2 separate regions of the Zea mays genome follow, and region 1 is linked to region 2. The links are chromatin contacts, called in public Hi-C maps. All regions are on one chromosome and are shown on one strand. The core of a region is the stretch at or near the end of the contact, and the rest is flanking DNA. Distances in the headings are between cores, read along the strand shown.

Region 1 (6,550 bases), core at 1,626-4,125, 40 kb before region 2:
CAACAGAAACATTCTTCGTCATCATATCAGCTGGATTATTATCGGTACTGATCTTGCATACCTTCACCAACCCTTTTTCAATGATATCACGAATGAAGTGATAACGAATATCAATATGTTTGGATTTCTCAGTAATCATCTGATCTTTGGTGAGATGAATGGCACTCTGGCTATCACAATAGATGGCAATGCAAGACTTAATTCCACATAGCTCTGAATATATACCTTTCAACCATAAGGCTTCCTTAGTAACTTCTGCAATTGCCATATATTCAGCTTCTGTGGTAGACAAAGCAACAGTATCCTGTAAACGAGCTTTCCAACTCACAGCACAATCTCCAATAGTAAAGACATAACCTGAAAGAGATCTCCTCCTGTCTAAATCACCACCATAATCTGAATCAACATAGCCAATCAGACCATCTCCAGATTTACCAAAACATAAACAAGCACTAGAAGAACCACGTAGATATGTGAAAATCCATTGAACAGCTTTCCAATGCTCTTTACCAGGATTAGACATGTATCTAGAAACAACGCTCATAGCATGAGACAAATCAGGACGAGAACAAACCATAGCATACATGAGTGACCCAACAGCACTAGAGTATGGAACTTTTGACATATATTCAAGCTCATCATCAGTTTCAGCATACTGTTTAGCAGACAGTTTAAAATGAGGAGCCAACGGAGTACTCACAGGTTTAGTATTTTGCATGTTGAAACGACGAAGGACCTTCTCAATATAATTCTTCTGGCTCAAGTACAGCAGTCCAGACTTCCTATCCCTGACTATCTCTATGCCAAAGATTTTCTTTGCAGCACCCAGATCCTTCATATCAAATTCGCTACTAAGCTGCGCCTTTAAAGCAGTGATTTCCTTCATGCTCTTGGCAGCAATCAACATATCATCAACATATAGCAGCAAATATGTAGGTGATCCATTAACAAATTTTAGATAAACACAGCTATCATATTGAGACCTCTGAAAGCCCTTAGAAAGCATAAATGAATCAAACCTCTTATACCATTGTCTGAGAGATTGTTTCAGACCATATAAGGACTTCTTCAACCTGCACACATAGTCTTCTTTTCCAGGAACAATGAACCCCTCTGGCTGGTCCATATATGACAGTTGTTATATATAAAAAATGCTTACGATATGTTCAAAAATAGTATACAAAATTCAATTAATCCTCGAAGAGTAAAACATTGGCAATGCACTAGTTGTAAAGAAAGAATAATATGATATCAGCCTCCACTTATTCTTGCACAGATTCACAAATGAGCAGCACAGTTTCACATAGGACACAGCATGGCTAACAAGCCAAGCACTCATCAAGAGGCAAGTGCCAAGGTACTACACCGAGCAATTATCACCCCACAAAACTCTGTTTTAGAAGGCATGGCCTAGGTGCTAGTACGTAGGCATTGTTCTGCCTAGAGCAATTTAAAACTTCAACTGTGTATGGAAGTTTGACTAATTGTAGATTGTAGATAGAAAGATAAACTATGGTCATGGTCTCATGGAACTCATGAGCGAACTGCCTAGGAGATGCTTACAAACTAGTGGAGCCTGACCACCTAGCGCCTAGTGTTTTTTGAAAAATTGATAACGCTTATACAGCGAAATAATTGGCTCCCCCTCCGAAACGCAGATGCATAATTTGAGGATAAAATGGTAGAAATCAACATGAATTGAAGACAAAGGTGGAAATCTGAACTCATTTTATATTGGAAAACGGGGTAATTTCTCAATGACGGCATATCTGGGATTACAACAGGCAATGTCTTATACATAAGAACAGCTTAAAAGGGGCAGTGAGCAAATTAAACCGCTGAAACGAAAAAATACAGGAGACAATGAATTGGAAGAATAACAAGAAAAACGGAAAACCGCTTCGCGCCACAGAAAAACTGAACCACCATCTGACTGCCATCAGATCATGAGAAGAGATCTCCGCCGTCTAAGTGTTGCTTTACAGATTCAGTTGGCTCTTGATAGTTGTCATCCCGAACTTCATTTCCCTCCTAACCTTTAAAACCCTAAGAGCTACCGACTGTGGCTGAGCTGAGATGTGCACCACGCGTTCTGAAGACCATGGTTCAGGCATCTCTACTTGCCTTCATCTCCTACCAGAAAAGCAGAAGTAGAAACCCTACCCCCGAGCCCGCCCGCCCAAAACCCTCCCGCAGGCCGCAGTGCACGACCCTCCGCAGCATGCAGCGGCAGACCAACCAAGACCCCGAGAAGCGCCCCAATTCCAGACCTCTGCAGCAGCTGCAGCCACAGACCTGAACTTTAAGCGCGCAAACCCTATACGAGGGGCAGGGCGGCCATATCAGCCCCAGAAGTTCAAGTTGGAGGAAGGGGAGAGTGTGCTCACTCGGCCTGCTTCTTGAAGTCTGAGACGCGGGCGCGCATGGCCTGCTCGATCTCCGCCTCCCTCTCTCGCGCCGCCACAGCGGCAGGCGGCAGCGTCGTCGTCGTCGGCGCCCATGAGGTGCCGTTGTTGGGCGTCGCTGCCGCAGCTGATGCCGTCACTCCTCGTGGTCGCCTGCGTCTGCTACTGATGCCGTTTTCAGTCTCGGCGCAGAATAAACACGCGAACAGGAACAGCTGCCGGTACCGGTCCGGGTGATTTCCTGCACGAGAGTGCGGTCAAGTTGGGCCGGGCCGGGCGACTCACATGGGCCTGGGCGGAGCAAGACCGTCCTGTGATATCGCGCTGGGCTGGTGGCCCTGTTGCTTTTGCTTCTCGCCAGCGCCCACCCGGCTTACACACCTAGGCCTAGCCTTGCTGGTTAATTACAATGAGTTGCCACTAGATATACGCGAAGCCTCTCCCACCTCATCTGCCTCGCGTGCGGCGGCGGCGACTCCACCTGGCTTGCGTCCTCCCGTTTTCCAGCCAGCAAGCCAGACTCCTCCCCTCTCCGAAGACTCCGATCGTCCGGATTCATCCAGATCCGGGCGTTCTGAGTCCTGCCGAGGCTCTAGATCGCGTCGCGCACGATGCCACGCGACCTGTCGCGGTCGCGGTCTCCGCCGCGCCGACGTTGGCGGTCGCCGTCTCCCGCGCGGTACCGCGGCCGGAGGGGGCGCAGGGACCGAAGCCCCAGTCCCATCCGTAGCAGGTCCCCCTATCGCTCCTCGTATAGGTGACCACACCTCCCGTTACACGCAGAAATCTGGCGAGTCTTCGTTTTATTTTTTGGGGGTTTGTACTGTAAAAAAAAGAAGTGAGGCGATGCTGACCGCCTTCATTGAAATTTTGTACTATTGCTTGCTTGATGGAAACGGGGCTTGGTGCTCTTATGATTATTTGATCTATCAACTGTTTGTTGGTGTTACTGTTAGAGGTAGCCAGCGCGGTAGTATATTGTGCTATGTCATATCTGCATGAACTATGGTTTATGAATGTGCAAATTTCATAATACTTCGGAGCGATCAAGATTTCTGATTTCCAAAGGAAGAAAAATGCTTCGGATTCTTTTGCATTACAGAGTTAGAATAAAAATACTTCGATGCAGCATGGAATATATCAGCAGATGAAGCTTAGATATAGTTATGCCATGTTTTGCACTACTTGCCTGTACAGACTAACAAGAGTTGCTTTCGTAAAACGCATGGAATCTACAAAGCTTTTACTCTGTGCTGTATTGCTGTGGAATGCTCCACCCCTGTAACAGTGTCTAAGGTAACTGCTTTTGCCCATGTTTTAGGGCTTCAGGAGCTAATGGTAATTCCTTGTCTATTGTTGTGATGACTCATTGACTCTAATTTTATTCTTACGGTGCTCATCTTTGTCTTGCAGAAGGAGGAGCCCTTTGCCTTCCCCAAGAAGGCACAAGAGCCGTTCTCCGTCTCCTAGGAGGCGCAAGAGTCCGTCTCCATCACAAAAGCGTTACAGAAGAAAGAGAAGTCCGAGTGTCACTAGCTCTCCAGTCGCTGCATCTCAGAGTTCCCACCTTGGGTTGGCAGAGAATAAGAATGTTATTGATACACAAAGGCTAGAAGAAGAAAAGAAAAGGTGGGAAGTATCTGCTTTTCTATGCAGTCTACATTATTTCTTCTACAAACCCAGCTATTCACTGTTGCACCCTTTCTGTAACTCTTCCGTGATGCTAACAATGAAATTCTACTAATCTAGTTGCTGTTTGCACCGGAATATATCACAAGGTCAGCTCTATTTGATAATCTGTTGACCATCTGTTTTCCTGAGTACATACGTGCAATATTATTTTTGGATTTTGCAAGTACTACAAACATAAATATGACTTGAGCATCTGACTGCCGGATGTGAATCACGTAGGTTATATGAGACAATTGTGGCTTAAGGTGCAAGTGCAAATTCAGTAGGAGTTTCTGTATTCCTTGAAATCGCGACGTTAGTTGTAGCTACCTGGAAAAAATCACCTGCGATTAACACAGGGCAACATGACTTCAATGTAAAAAAAAAGGTTTGGGATTTAACAAAAAAAATTGTAATTTTGTGTCCACAAATTTAAATTGTTTCTGAGCAAGAAGTTTTTTTGTTTTCCATGTGGTATCTACTAAGAAATGTAATGCCTTTCTACTGTACATTGAACACTTTTCAAAGGTACTCTTTGTAGTTTGTTTTGGACTTGAATTGTAGTTCTGGTGAACTAATATCTGTGATGTAACATATGTTCCAGAAGTTGTGATTCAAAACATTTATATTCTTGTTGGAAATTAGTCTGAAACCCACCATTTTAACAGGGAACATGCCTCAGTAGAATTGATGAAAGAAATAAAAGAAGGGTATGTGTGAAATATTACCAGTATCATTTCATAAATTTTACAGCAGTTTGTATTAACTATTGTGCACGTCACCTTGGAAACCATTAATTTTTTTTAAAAAAAAATCATGAATGCTTCTTGAGATGTTTGGTGTAGTTGTCAGAGCTGTCTTACTGAGTCATCAGGTCATGGGTTCGAAGCAACTTCTCCACATTTATGTGGGAAGGCTCGCCTCGGCTTATCCCTTCACAGACGCTACTCATGTGGGAGCCTCCAGCAGTAAGTCTGCCCAATGCTCCTTGAGATGTGCCATCAGAAGAGTTTTTTTCCACATAAACACAAAGTTACAGAAAAAATTATGCATGATTTTTATTGACTATTTTTTGAGCAAAGAGATAAGCTATTGCCAGGATTAAAAAAACTAGACCAACATAGGAGGAACCAGGTGGCATTTTATTATCAAGAAGAAAATAGCCATGCAAATTTTCCTTGACGAGGACTAGAACCTAGGTGGCCTGGGCTAGCCACAGAACCACATGCTCTACCAATTGCGATAGATCAGCTTCCTTAACAGTGAGCATACGGTCAGGATTGTCTGAGCATACAACCAGGATTATGTCATATATGTTGATTGGAATTATATATTGTGATTGCAACTGTTTGTTTGTTTTTTCCATGTAGGCTATCTATTTTGACACAGATGTTGTCCTCAGTTGTGTTTCAGGACTAAAAGTTTTTTAGTAATTGTTCATTATTGAGTTAGCACTCATGTTTTTCGCTTGATTTGTTGTGTGTTGGACTTCTCTGTAATATCACTATCATATGAACTAGGCAGTAGTATGATAGATGGAGGATTTCTGAGTTAGTTTGACCTCTGCGCTGTAATGTTATCTTTAGAAGGTAAGGAAACCGAAAAGGCTGAATTTCAATTATCAATTATGTACCATGTTGTCATTGAAATTCACTTTTTTGTGCTCTAAATATGTAATGTAGTTATTTTAGTTCGTTTCTGATCGCAGTTTTCCTGCATACTTGAGAAAAAAGAAGCTTGTTTCTGATCCTTTTTTTAGTCATGCCATGTGGTATGAGATAACCTGTCAGGATAAATTATCCAAAAATCATTCCTGGTTATGCAGTTCCACTAATTAGCAGTAGGTAGTTTATTCTATAATTGTATTGAGGCTTGAATTATGATTTTGGTTGGGCATGTAGTAAGTAGCATCCAAGAAATATGGTTTAGTTGGAATATCTTAATGCCTCATGATTAGCTCTAAACCTGCCACAAATTACTTGACATTCTTCTCTACAGGCTTTACCGAAGGGAGCTACTGCTATAGTTCCACTTGTTATATTTGATGATGCAATTGGTGATCATTTATCTACTCTTGATCAGTTTTGATAATTCGTTTTTGGATCTGGAACGAACTAGAGGTATGCCTGAAATGCATTAGCTTGTAGTCAACTATGCTGGAAAGGCATAGTAGATCATAGATACTGTTTAGATTTTAAACCATGTGCTTTGCTTTTTGCTGCTTTTATGGTCTTGAAGAGTTTGAACAAACAAATATCGGCTTTGGTCACGACTTGCCTTAGGTAGTGCATTTCGTTAACTTGCTATATCAACTGCAGGCGCCAAAAGGAAGTTGAACTGAGACTATTAGAGAAGGAGACGGCAAAAAGAGTTGAACAAGCTATTAGGAGGAAGGTTGAGGAGAGTCTAAATTGTGATGAAATCAAACATGAAATACATCGTCGAATTGAGGAAGGACGAAAGAGGATACATGA
Region 2 (6,277 bases), core at 1,545-4,044:
GCTACAAATCTTCCACAAGAGAATGCCTCCAGAAGCAATGGATAGGCTTCTAGAAAAAGATAAAGTGCCAAATCCATGCTATAGAGTATGGACTGAGGTACTAATTTTCCTTATCTGATGAACCATCTGCTTGGTGCTGTGACGATCTCTAGGATATGCGGCTTGCTAAAATGATATTGATTGCTTCGTTGGTTACATTAGTTCTACTATTACCATGCTGACTTGATTAATGGCCTTCCTGACTATCATTTGGTTATCTCATGTTTCTGAAAATAAAAGATAACCATTCCTGTAAAAGTGACTAACGTTGTTGTGCGCTTAATCTGCATTTGTATTTGTTTGCCTTATTACACTCGCTTGCCTTTATCTTGTGTTTTCTATGTATAAGTGTGCAATTTTGGCATTTTTGTATATCTGTTACTGTTGTTCTCTACCTACCCACGTTAGATAAATGATTCACATGGCACTGTACAAGATTCAACATTGGCATGATTCTAATTGAACTTTCGAGCCAGAGCAGAGCATTTTGATAATACCAAAAAATGTCCTGGTGTACCAAAGGAGGGCATGCCAATGGCTGTGAAAGCTGACCATAGGAGACCTCATGCCTTGTCTTGGGAGGTCTGTTTTCTCACTAGGCATCCTGATTTCTTGTGTTTTATTTTTCACTTCTGTGTATTATGATTCTTTGACATACTACATCAGCATATCTTGTTGGCTCCTATTGAAGGCCAGCAGGAAAAAAAGGTCAGAGAGTAAATCGACGAGCCATCTTCAAATCATATCTTGTTGCAGTACCATATGCGTGCTCACTGTCACTTGAATTGGTCTTTCTTCACGCAGGCTAGAACTTATGTGCTTCAGCTCTCCGCCTTAGTCTAAATGGTCACCAGAGCAAGGGCAACGCAGAATCAGGTGCCCATTCTATGTTGCTGAAGTAGAAGCACATGTGCTCGCAGTCGAAAAGCATGGAATAGGAAGATATAGTTTCCTATCCCCCCTCATTCGACCTAACAAAACTCCTTGGTTTCTATATTCTCACTAAAGCAAAAATATATGTCTTTGCATATATTCGCTACAGACAGTTCTACCCCATGTTAATAGAACAAGCTAGGTTTAGTGTATTTATATTTTATCAAAGTCCTTGTTTTTCGTTTATTTATGTCACTTTTACAATCACACTTGTCTTTATAATTGCTTCTATTTGATTTTATTGTGAGGTGTTTGTGTTAACTTCGAGAGAACACCAACACACTGCTTACTGACGGAAGGGCTCTTTAGTTCTTTCAGTTTTTTTTGGAGCGAACGTTACATGTTTGCATGTTCCAAAGCAAACGTCAGAAATCAAGTTTTATCTGTAGAGGTTTGCTGGCATCCTTGAGGCCATCCTCCATTTGAAATGGTCTCACATTCCATTGCCTTGGGTAGTGGCATCGCTGCATTGAAACTTTGGGACTGGCCATGAGACATATATTTTCTTCTTTCAATACTTATGATGATTCCATGCTAAGTTCCGGTGCTTTGGAATACTTGATTGTTTAAGTCTTCTATTGATTTCTATTGTCTATTCTTCTGCCTTTTCTCTTGTTATTAACTATTGAACTGGCCTGGCTCTACCTTTTTTGTTATTAACTGTTGAACTGACCTGCTCTACCTTTTTTGTTATTAATTGTTGAACTGACTTGGCTCTACCTTTTTTGATATTAAATGTTGAACTGACCTGGGTTGCTGCCTTTCATTTGCAGATAATGTTGGAGTGATTGTGAATCCCAAGGGTGATATGAAAGGTATGAATTGTCCACTATAATTCCTCCAACATTGGGCCTATTCTGTTTGGCATGGCATGACAAACTATCAAATTTGTCTTGCAGGTTTCTCTATCACTGGACCTATCGGCAAGGAGTGTGCTGATCTTTGGCCTAGGATTGCTAGCGCAGCAAACGCCATCGTTTGAGAGCTTGTTGGAATATGTTCAGACTTCTATATGATCATCTTATTATCAGTTGCTAAGAGTGCTATTGGGCTTAATGGGCCCTTTATGTTTGTTCACTTAATTTTGTAGTAAACAGAATTTGGTATACCAAGGGGATCTATATAACGATGTATGCCATAAATTTTCTGACTACCATTTCTCATGAAATGCTTATATTGTTTATATTGCTTTGGTGACAACAAAATTTTTGGTAGTTAATTTGTTTCCCATCCTTTATGTTTGTTCACTCAATTTTTATTTGTTTCCCATCCAACTGAAATGTTTTAATGTCATCATTCTTCCTCATTTGTATGAACATGTACAAGAGTTTTTTTGTGATTAATTGTGACAATCAGCCGAGTTCTTTGCATTTCCAGCGAGTTACAAGCATGTAAAATATTACATTTCCATGCATAATATTTTTTTCTATGGATCTAACTTGTGAGTCATTTTTATAAACCAACCAAATATATGGATTATGAAACTTTTTCTCATAACAGTATAACATACATTTGTCTATGATTAAAAATTCTAAATTAACTTTTTAGAATAATTTGTGTGATATTGATAATGTTTTCCATACGTATTTTACATATTATAGTGATGTTTGTCGTTCTGTATCAATGTTTCATACAAATCTTTTACTTCTGTCACAAATCTTTTACTTCTGTCACAATGCACGGACACATATCTATAACAATATAAGTCATATATGTACATAAGTTATCGTGTTATTATACGATTCCGTTGCAACGCACGGTCACTCACCTAATAATATCTTATTTCAGACCATGAGTACCCCCCTTGTGGGCACTGGGGCCGGCAACTTCAGCAGTCAGCACGAGAACAAAGGTAGCAAAGCACCGGGCAGCTTTCCCTTTACGCTTCCCAGTTCCCACTCCACTCATCCTCACGCGCCGCCGCCAACCGGCGAGCAAACCGAACGAACCAGCAATGCCGGCGGCCGATCCCCCCGTCACTGACGCGGTCCCCGATGAAGATGCGGCTCCCCGACCATCTCCACCTCCGCCGCCGCCGCGGCCCCGGCCCCTCTCCCTCGCCTCCGCGCTCCCATTCTGGTTCTACTTCGCCGCCGCCGTCTCCCTCCTCGCGCTCCTCCTCCCCCACCTCCTGCCTCCCTCCTCTCCCGCGCCTCTCCCGCCTCTCCTCCTTGGACACCTCGCCGCAGGCCGCTTCCTCAAGCTCGATCCAGCCCCCGGCCTGTTCGCCGTGACCTCCCGCCCCACGGCCGCCGCCGGCGACTCCCCCGCGCACCGCGTCCTCGTCCTCCCTGGCCTCGCCGCGGGCTCCTTGTCCTTCCGCCGCGTCCTCTCGTCGCTCTCCTCCCGCGGCGTCCACGCCGCGGCGCTCGACCTCCCAGGCCAGGGCCTCTCCCCGGCGTCGCCCGCCGCGACCGCGCCCGCCCGGACCAGCGCGCTGCGGGAGATCATGAACCGAGGCGTGTTCCACGCCTTCGAGCATCTCGTGCAGACCGGCGAGGTCCCGTACCAGGAGGAGGAACCAGCCGCCTCGGCGGCGCGGTCTCCGCACGCGCCCGACGAGGCGGCCGCGGCCGTCGCGCGCGCCGCGGAGGCGCTCGGCGTGGGCCCCGTCCACCTCGTCCTCCACGACTCCGCGCTCGCGGCCGGGGCCGCGTTCGCGTCTGCCAACCCGGGGGCCGTGCGGAGCGTGACGCTGGTCGACGCCACCGCGTCCCTGCCGGCGTTCCCGGCCGCGGTCTTCGACGTGCCCGTGCTGGGGAGGCTGGTGCTCCGGGTGCCGGCGCTGTTCCGCGGCCTGGTGCGGCTGTGCTGCGTCCGGGGGGTCGGCGCCGAGGAGGCAGAGGCGTACCGAGCAGCGATGCGTGGGGAGGGGAAGGCAGAGGCGGTGGTCGAGGCATGGAAGTCGATGAACCACAGCTTCCAGCTTGGGGAGTGGAGGGTCTCTTCGGAGGAGGTGAGGAGGCTGCCGATGCTGGTGCTGTGGTCGGGTTCTTGGTCAGATATGTGGATCGACGAGGGGAAGAAAGTGGCGGCTGCATTGCCTGACGCCAAATTCATCTACCACTCCGGCGGCCGATGGCCTCAGGTAAGTGTGGTGATATAAGTTTACTTGTCAATTTCATCTTGTGAGGTTGAACGAAATGCTATACTGTAAATAAAAAATTTCTAATTTTTTTTGGAGATGATCAACATCAGCAGGTACTCCACAACTTTTCCATCTTGTTATGAATTTTGTCAGTGAAATTTCTTTAAATCGGTTCTTTTATAGCATCTCCAAGAGACTTGCTAAATAGCTTGTTAAGTTAAATTTTAGCTATTTAATAGTATAATAGCCAGTGGCGGAGCGCTCGGTATGGCGAGCTATGGCGCTCGCCATACCTTACTCGACTGCTGGGAGCCAGAGCTTGGTAGCGAGGTAGACGTGGACGGGTATGGAACTTCGGCGAGGCAAAGATGTCGATGAAGAAGCGCGTTTATGTCGGCGGCTCCGCGTTCAAGCTGCTCCGCACGGTCATCGTCTTCGCGCTCGCCGCCTCCCTCCATGCCTCCTTGTCCTGTTCGCCATGGGTCCTCGTGCTCATGGGGCCGGAACGCTCGCACCCTACCTCGCCGAGCCCGGCTCCGCCTATGTGCTCAGCTCCGCGGCCCCACCTGACGACGCTTCTACCTCCGCGTCATGCGCAGCTCTGCAGCCCCGCCCGACGGCGTGAGTGCCCTGCCTGGCTGCCTCAGCCCACGCGCAACTCCACAGCACCACTCGACGACGCGAGTCTGAACAGCTCCATTGCCTGAGCGTCTCCACTGCCATACCTTATTATCTGTTTGCGCTCCGCCACTGATAATAGCTCTCCAACAGACTAGCTATTTAACTTTCTAATCTATCTGGCTCTCTAAATTAACTCTCTCACTAGCCAAATTTGGCTAGCAACTCTCGCTATCTAAGCTAACTTGTATGTTGGAGAGTCTGTTGGAATGAGACGTTATATATAGAGTTTAATATCTATAGAGAGTAAAAATCATGTTCTTATTCCGGCTGATTGACTGAGTTGACTGTCCTGCCTGTCCATGTTCTTATTGTATCCCCATTCTCCCTTCAGAAGTCTCACCTTAGTCCTTAGGCACGACTGCATTTTCAAGCAGGCATTGCTAAGTCTTTGCATCCCCCAGTATAATAACCAAGTACCGAGCTGAGATGACGATATTGTTGTTTCTGTTGTGTTGCGCAGGTCGATGCCTTTGAGGAAATTTCAGGGGTGATCACCGAGTTTGTAACCTCAGCTGAGGAAGCTGGAAGCAGCAGGTGGTGACGTTGAGTAGGATATATACACTCCTTCGAGGATCGTTGAGCAAATGTAACCTGGAGCAGTTTTCAGACCTTTTAGTTGGTGGGTGCAGTGACAAGTGCAACTTGAGATTTTTTGTTCCTGGAGAGTTTCTGCTTGCAGCGTCTGTACCGAGTTCTGACTTTACACTAGCGTGTTTTTTTTAACTTTAATTTGTTGCTAAATGGTGTACTTGTTGTCTTGCTTCAGTTTGTAAAACGTGTGTCACTGACTCATGCTAGTGTAGTAGCATGTACTCAGTTTAGCGTCGTTTTGAGGTAGCGTGTTCTGAGTAATCACTTGTTCTGAGTAAGGCTCTGCATTGCAGCAATGGTTGCCGATATCTCTCCGCCAAGGTGGTTTCGGGACAGGTTCAGGTAGTTGAGTATTCGGCTATTAATGGTTATTTCGACTGAGGTCTAGGTAGGTGAGCAAGTACTTCCCATCTCCGGCGACGCACCAGTGCCGGAAACCGGCAGGAAGCCACCGGACAGGGAGCCGGTCGCCGGCGATCCAGCGCATCGGATCGGGCGGCGGAGCAACCAACGGAGGACTCCGCATCGGATCGGGCGGTGGAGCAACCAACGGAGGACTCTGGTCGTTTTGAAAAACGGGGTAGGCGATCACAGGGCCACCTCCTTCGTTACTAAGCTCCGGTTATGGCTGATGATGCTCGACAGCGGTTAAACCTAGCAAGAAGCACAAAATACCAAAGTTGTGGGTGTTATAATACTAGAAATGCAATTGCTTCGTTCGGGATAATAATTTTACGAAGCCCAGACATGGGGATACCTCCGTTCCAAAAAAAACTCGGCGTAGAGGCATAGCCTACGGGCTACGGCAACATGAAATTGAGTTTTGCCAACTGTTCTCGCCGCGCCCACTGCCTGCCTTCGCGTCGCCCAGCAGCGAGCTGCAGCACATCCGACGCTCCCCCCTCGTCGTTCCTGCAGCAGCGACCACCACACCTCGTCTTGGCG

Evidence for each region. Hi-C and Micro-C count contacts between places; a contact is called where the count stands out from the background.
Region 1: a Hi-C map of ear shows a contact between it and region 2, with 4 times the contacts expected there. The contact joins the promoter of LOC100279750 here to the promoter of LOC103654385 in region 2. A contact is called at or near these places in 2 of 25 Hi-C or Micro-C datasets (ear and tassel) and 2 of 3 datasets of contacts at active chromatin or transcription factors (seedling and shoot).

The regions. Positions count from the first base shown.
Region 1 is chr4:196,972,659-196,979,208 of Zm-B73-REFERENCE-NAM-5.0, reverse strand. It overlaps LOC100279750, which reads left to right and starts at 2,875. Exons shown (of 4, transcript NM_001351799.1): 1 at 2,875-3,162; 2 at 3,819-4,034; 3 at 6,395-6,550. The coding sequence starts at 3,017.
Region 2 is chr4:196,933,225-196,939,501 of Zm-B73-REFERENCE-NAM-5.0, reverse strand. It overlaps LOC103654385 (protein AUXIN RESPONSE 4), which reads left to right and starts at 2,794. Exons shown (of 2, transcript XM_008681228.4): 1 at 2,794-4,060; 2 at 5,202-5,610. The coding sequence starts at 2,927. The coding sequence ends at 5,282. LOC103654384 (a long non-coding RNA gene) reads left to right here. Exons shown (of 6, transcript XR_004857907.1): 4 at 1-915; 5 at 1,746-1,787; 6 at 1,872-2,107.